Regions from separate parts of the Xenopus tropicalis genome. Here region 1 is linked to region 2. Evidence: chromatin contacts called from public Hi-C data. All regions are on one chromosome and are shown on one strand. The core of a region is the stretch at or near the end of the contact, and the rest is flanking DNA. Distances in the headings are between cores, read along the strand shown.

Region 1 (2,700 bases), core at 121-2,620, 220 kb after region 2:
GAATGAGGTCTAGCTAGGGGGCTAGTTTCTCTTTTGTAGTAGCACAAGATAGACTTCAATAAGGAGTTGTAGTGAGTCAGTACAGGGGTACCAACCAATGCAGGGAGCCACATGGATAGATATAGAGAAGAATCTCTCTGGGAGGAGAGAGAGAGGGCCCTCAATGAGAGTTCCAAGAAGTGTCCAAATAGAGACAGACACTGATGTAAGACATTTATCAAATTCTGTATTCGGATTAATTAATAAAATATTTCATACAAGGTACTATGTATTAACAAATTACCGGCACACAGCACTTTTGTAGAAATAAGTTGCACCACTGTGATAAATGTCTTGCAAGGGCTCAGTTTGAGCATTTTCAAACAATAATCACCAAGGCAGGGAGACTTTTTGGGGCCTTCCCTTTGATGTACCCCATTTGACTGCCCTGATGGTCACTATGGGTGGAAATAATAACATCAACATTCAAATAATAACAATAACTATTCTATATAAATAATAATAATAACGTTCATAAACTTCATTCAAAGTTAAATCCTATTGAGATGCTTGAGGTCATGGGCCAGCATGGAACTGTATGGGCCAGAGACTCCAAATATCTGGCTGCTTGGTCCAGGCTGTTCAACTGGATATGTCATCCAAATCCAAACAAATGTCAACCAAAGCCAGCTGGTTGGACATAAAGGTAGTTGCCAGTGTGGCCAGTTTTAGAGACTATAAAGAAGCTTTTATCTTTTGCAATCGGTGTGGCAGTTCCTACTTGATCTAAAACTAAATGAGTAAATAAGGCTCCTTGTGCAGAATATGCCTCACTGAACATTTATTTCAAATAAACCTGAATAAAAACCCCACTTAAAAGCAGGGTTTATTTTCCTTTTAAACCCATTTAAAGACTTCTGTTTAAAGTAGCAATTAGGAATCTGTCAGTGCTGCTATTAGTTGCTGAACTAAAGAACTGTGTATGCATATACGTAGGTGCAAGCACACATTTTAAATAAAATGCCCCAGGCAAAGAATGCTTGAAAGTATTTTAGCCAGGATTTAAACAATGGTTTCTTCTTTTATAGTCGACTCTACAATAATGAAAAGGTTAAAGAAAAAAGTTGAGAATTTCAAGCTTAATCTTGCCATAAATCAAATGCCTGTCCCCTCATCATTCTCTTCCATCGTGTCAGCTCATGACTCTCAAAATGGAATGCTGAATTTTATTTAGTATGTGTCTGCTTCCTCCGACTGACTAAGCCAGCCTCACTGTCACCACTTCCAGTCGCTATCTCAATCTCTTTACTGCTCACAATTGCACTATCTTGGAGCCACAGGTAACTAGCACAGGACTGTGAGGGGGAAACATGTTTTGCATTTGTAAGCAGATTTATTCACAGAGATGTTTATCAAGAATAGACGTCTACCAAAAGTCAACACCCTCTGTGTTACAATGGCCAAATGCTTTGGAACTGAGTCACTTGCTGGTCGCTTCAGCCCTGCCTCCTGCAAATATTAAGAAACAGAGAAGGAAAATCATACATTCAGAGTAACAAATTAGCAACACCACTATGAACAGCAAAGCCTTCTTTTCTTGTATAAGGAAGAAATTAGTATTAAATCACTTTATTTTATTTTTTACCCTTATTTTTTAAACCAGCTTTATCTACTGCATTGCAGTGTTGTTCTTTGCTCTGGGCCAGATAGATCCAAAATAATTTCAGGCCTAAGTATAGATAGGCAGTGTTGGACTGGCCCAGCGGGATACCAGGAAAACTCCCAGACAAAAAAAAAGTTTGGAGTGTGTACTTATGTTCTATGGTTTTCAAGTGGGTCCCTGGCATCCCAGTCCGACATGGTAGATTGTTGATCTTTCCATAAGGCTTCTGATGGTATTGCATTGTCATAAAGCTCTAATTTATTTAGCTCCTGTGTCAACTTAGGTATCTAAGATACAGATATGACTGATCTCATGTACTATGGACATCAGAGCAGTTTGAAAATGTAATCTGCTACTGCACCATGCCAGCCAATGCATTTTGTACAGGCAGAGAAGGGAGTGAAAAGAAGGCGCATGCCACCCCTAAAATTGTGCCACCCTAGGCTCGGGCCCAGGCCTGGATGCAGGAGGCACTCACAGAAATCCATGACCAGGCTTAGTAAAAGAAATGTAGACTTTATTACAGTAACTTATAAGAACAGAAAGCCTTATAGGTTTTGTTCATTAAGACACTTCATTATAGGGTTATTTTGTTAGGGAAGAGAAAGTATATAAAGGCAACAACTTTTAATTTTCTATCCTGCATTTCTCAGTATTTTTTATCTTTAATGTTAAATCTATGTTTACCTTTCAAACAAAATAGTGGTTTGATGGTCATGTTCTATAATAAGAAAGGGGTAGTAAGAAGGATAAGAACGAGGGTAACAAAATTTTGTAGGACAGACCTATTGGATTTTTCCTTAAACTAAATGGTAGAAATAAATATGTGAGATGTACAGAGCATGTGGTAGATATAATACTCCGCAGTTTGTGCCGTTTGTATCTTTGTACTGTCTGGACTGTCAACCTATGATTAAGTGCCAGGAAGGCACAAAATGCGTAAGGCTTTTATTTGACATGTTGCTTATTTTAATAAAGATTTTTTTTTTACGTTGGAGTTTGTTGAGTGCGAGTCTTGATTTTGTCTTTACCGTCTGTACTTAACAGGCAATAAGTAA
Region 2 (2,959 bases), core at 453-2,952:
GTTACTCAGACATAATACATGGAAAAGGAGGAACTTGTTATACTATATACTCAAAGAATACAATTGCTGCACTTCCTTACACATATCAGAGGAATAAATCAATGTAAAAACTGTGTTAATCCGGATGAGAATAAGATGGGGATCTTGGGGTATTCCAAGCAGTTTGGGAAGGTTAACCCCCCAAAAACACTTGCAGAACATAGCTAGCTTATTCGTTTTCCATAGACAGAGCAGTAAAGTAATGGGGTCCCCACAGATGAGAGGAGTACTCTGTGTGGGAGAGAAATCGCTGTGCTGCTTCTGCCATACCCTAGCGGTAGGTAGCTGGGGCTGCTCTGGAGAAGGGGGGAAAGGGCGGATGGTACAGTCCGTCATTTTTCAAACTTTGCCTATCCGGGGCCGAAAAGGGATTGTAACTACTCACCCTCATGATGGAAGCTCCTCACGGTGTTAGCCCGGCTGGTCGGTCTCTCCGGGTACTCCATGCTGATATCGTGTAGTTCATCCTCCTCCTCCGCTGACTGAAGCCTGTACAGGTCCCGCATATACGCGGGCACCACCACATCCTTACTGGGCTGCGGCCGCTTGCGGAGGCCGAACATCTGCAGCAGCGTCACCTCGAAATCCCGCAAGAGCTCATTGCTCTGAGCGGACCTTCTACCTCCCTGAATCTCGGCCACTACTTTCTTCTTGCCCGTCTCAGGTATCAGGCTGGCATGGTTAGTGCCTCCTAGCAGGACTTGGCATAATAAAATGACCATCAGCATTCGGTTACCAGGAATCATGGTGTCTCTGGAGGGTGCAGAACAAAAATACATGCAAATAAATAGGGAGGATCTGTAGGGGATTAGACTCAAATCAAGTGATAGAGCGGGATCAAAGCAAATAATAGGACAAGGACAGTTCCACTGAGCCACCCGGGGCAGGGCGAGAGGGGGGGTGCCTGGGGTTTCTTGGGCTATAACTTGTTCCCAGTCACATCCCTCATTATCAGATAGTCACCGCCATCCTGTTGCTAATCTGACTGTGAGCGTCTCCCGGGCTCCAGACAATTAGCACCAGTCTGACTCCTAGCACGATCAGCAGCTATAGAATTGCCCCTGCCATTTGCCCTTTTGCAACAAGTGCCAGCGCTCCGGGCAGCTGGATCATGTGTTCTGCAACCCGATAGCCCGCGATGTGTCGGCGCTACAGCTGTGATACATGCCGCTATCAGTCCCCCTCCGGCACAAGCGCACGTAACGCTCGGCTATCCAGCTGCTAAAGAACTACAACACTCCGACCCCCCCACCCCAGTTCAGCGAACCTGGCCAAAGAATGTTGGTACTTGTAGTTCTCCAACACCTGGAGCGCAGAAGACTGACTTGCCGTTCTAGATGTGTAGCACACTTCTGTCCTAGAGCGCTGCGGGGGGGCTCAACATTGTCTCAGGTCCTGCCATAGCCTCAGCAGTAAGTACCCAGAGCCGTGGGGTTCCTATGCAGGAGGGCAGCTACGGGCAAAGTACACAAGGGGGGAGATGAAAAATACAGAATGAACAGAAAGTCTACTCACTGACAGAAAACAAGGCATAGAAAAACAGTCCATGATTCTTGACTGCCAATCTTGGACAGAAATTTGTGGAAAAGCTCAGTGGGACTCGGGACGCAGTTTGCAGATGGAGATGATACTATGGAACTGGTTCCTAAAATGAATATTGGAATATAATGAGAGCGCAGCCAGCAGGACTCTTCTTTTACTCCCAGCCCCTTTTGCGGATCACGTGGGGGGCAAATCACTCCGGGAAGCCGTCAATCAAGGCAGCGGCCGGCCCACCCCGCGGCCTATATTAGGGGAGGGCTCAGCCCAGACTGTCCGAGCAAACTTGTGTGCGTGTGGTACCGCTAGCAACGGCTCGCCTTTCTACTTGGCTCCGTGTGCCGGGCTCATCTTTCCTTATGCTCTAATCTCGTGTTAATGAAATTGCCATCAATGTACAGGGAGCCGGACTGTGCTTGTAACAAAAACATGACTGTCCTACGCTTTACCTCAGCCACGAACAATTGCTTGTCTCGCTGCCTGTGTCATGGGGCAATCGGAGGCGTTCATGTGAAACGCCTGACATTTTGCTGTACTTGACTAAAGAAGGCTGTCATTTTAATAGCCCTGCTAAGCCTGCTCATCCAAGAAAGCGTTAAAAGGCCATTGGGACTATAAATGAATCGATAGACTCGTGGTGTAGTGCAAGGGCGCACCTTCCTCACCTCAGGCTATTTCTGTGTGAAAGACTTATTACATATCCCGCTAATTCTCACAGGAATACCTCAACCCAATAACCTAGACTACCCCCCACCCACCTCACCCACCACAAACTCAGTCATCCCCGAGAATATCTGCCCCTGTTCACTATACTTGTCACTGCAACAATCGCGTCTGTAAACTCGATTTCCTCCCAACACCTTACTCATTTTTACCAGCCTACGCTCCGCCATGTCCTTCATTTATAATGTGCAAAAATCATTTCTAGGACTCCAGCCTATCTTTACTATTATCATCGAGCAATAAGTTTGGTTACCAACCGTACTGGGGATGTTTGGTTCAGAAGGAAGGGGGGAGGTGTTCTCAGAATGGAGGGCAACCAGCTATTTATTCTAAATACAACTATATTTACCTTCCCCTGCAAAAAGAAGGTATTGTTAACATTGTGAAACGATTTGCACCTTGATTTGTAATCAGTGTTAAATTTAACATACAGTAGTGTAGCTTTGTGGGGGTGGAAGTCTTTGGCACCTGTGGGGAGACAATCAGCTACTGGGAACACATTGTTGTCTGGCTGTACCAGTTCATGTCACTTTACAGAATTTTATACCATCATATTTCACATTATCAGGTGTGGTTAAACCGAATTTACTGATCATTTGTGTTAAAATACCAGCAGAATTAGTAAAGCACAGTGACTTATTGCCAGTGATAAGGAAAT

Evidence for each region. Hi-C and Micro-C count contacts between places; a contact is called where the count stands out from the background.
Region 1: a Hi-C map of gastrula embryo shows a contact between it and region 2, with 1.4 times the contacts expected there. The contact joins the enhancer-like site here to the promoter of bmp4 in region 2. A contact is called at or near these places in 2 of 5 Hi-C or Micro-C datasets (brain and gastrula embryo).

The regions. Positions count from the first base shown.
Region 1 is chr8:95,200,296-95,202,995 of UCB_Xtro_10.0, forward strand. No RefSeq gene overlaps it. Among named protein-coding and RNA genes, the nearest start is that of cnih1, 25 kb to the right of the region's middle. Within about 2 kb of position 1,371, at least 5 of the 11 cell types and tissues checked have an H3K27ac peak or open chromatin away from gene starts, as enhancers often do. A contact at or near this core is called in gastrula embryo, where this site is marked.
Region 2 is chr8:94,980,191-94,983,149 of UCB_Xtro_10.0, forward strand. It overlaps bmp4 (bone morphogenetic protein 4), which reads right to left and starts at 1,703. Exons shown (of 3, transcript NM_001017034.3): 1 at 1,555-1,703; 2 at 425-792. The coding sequence starts at 785.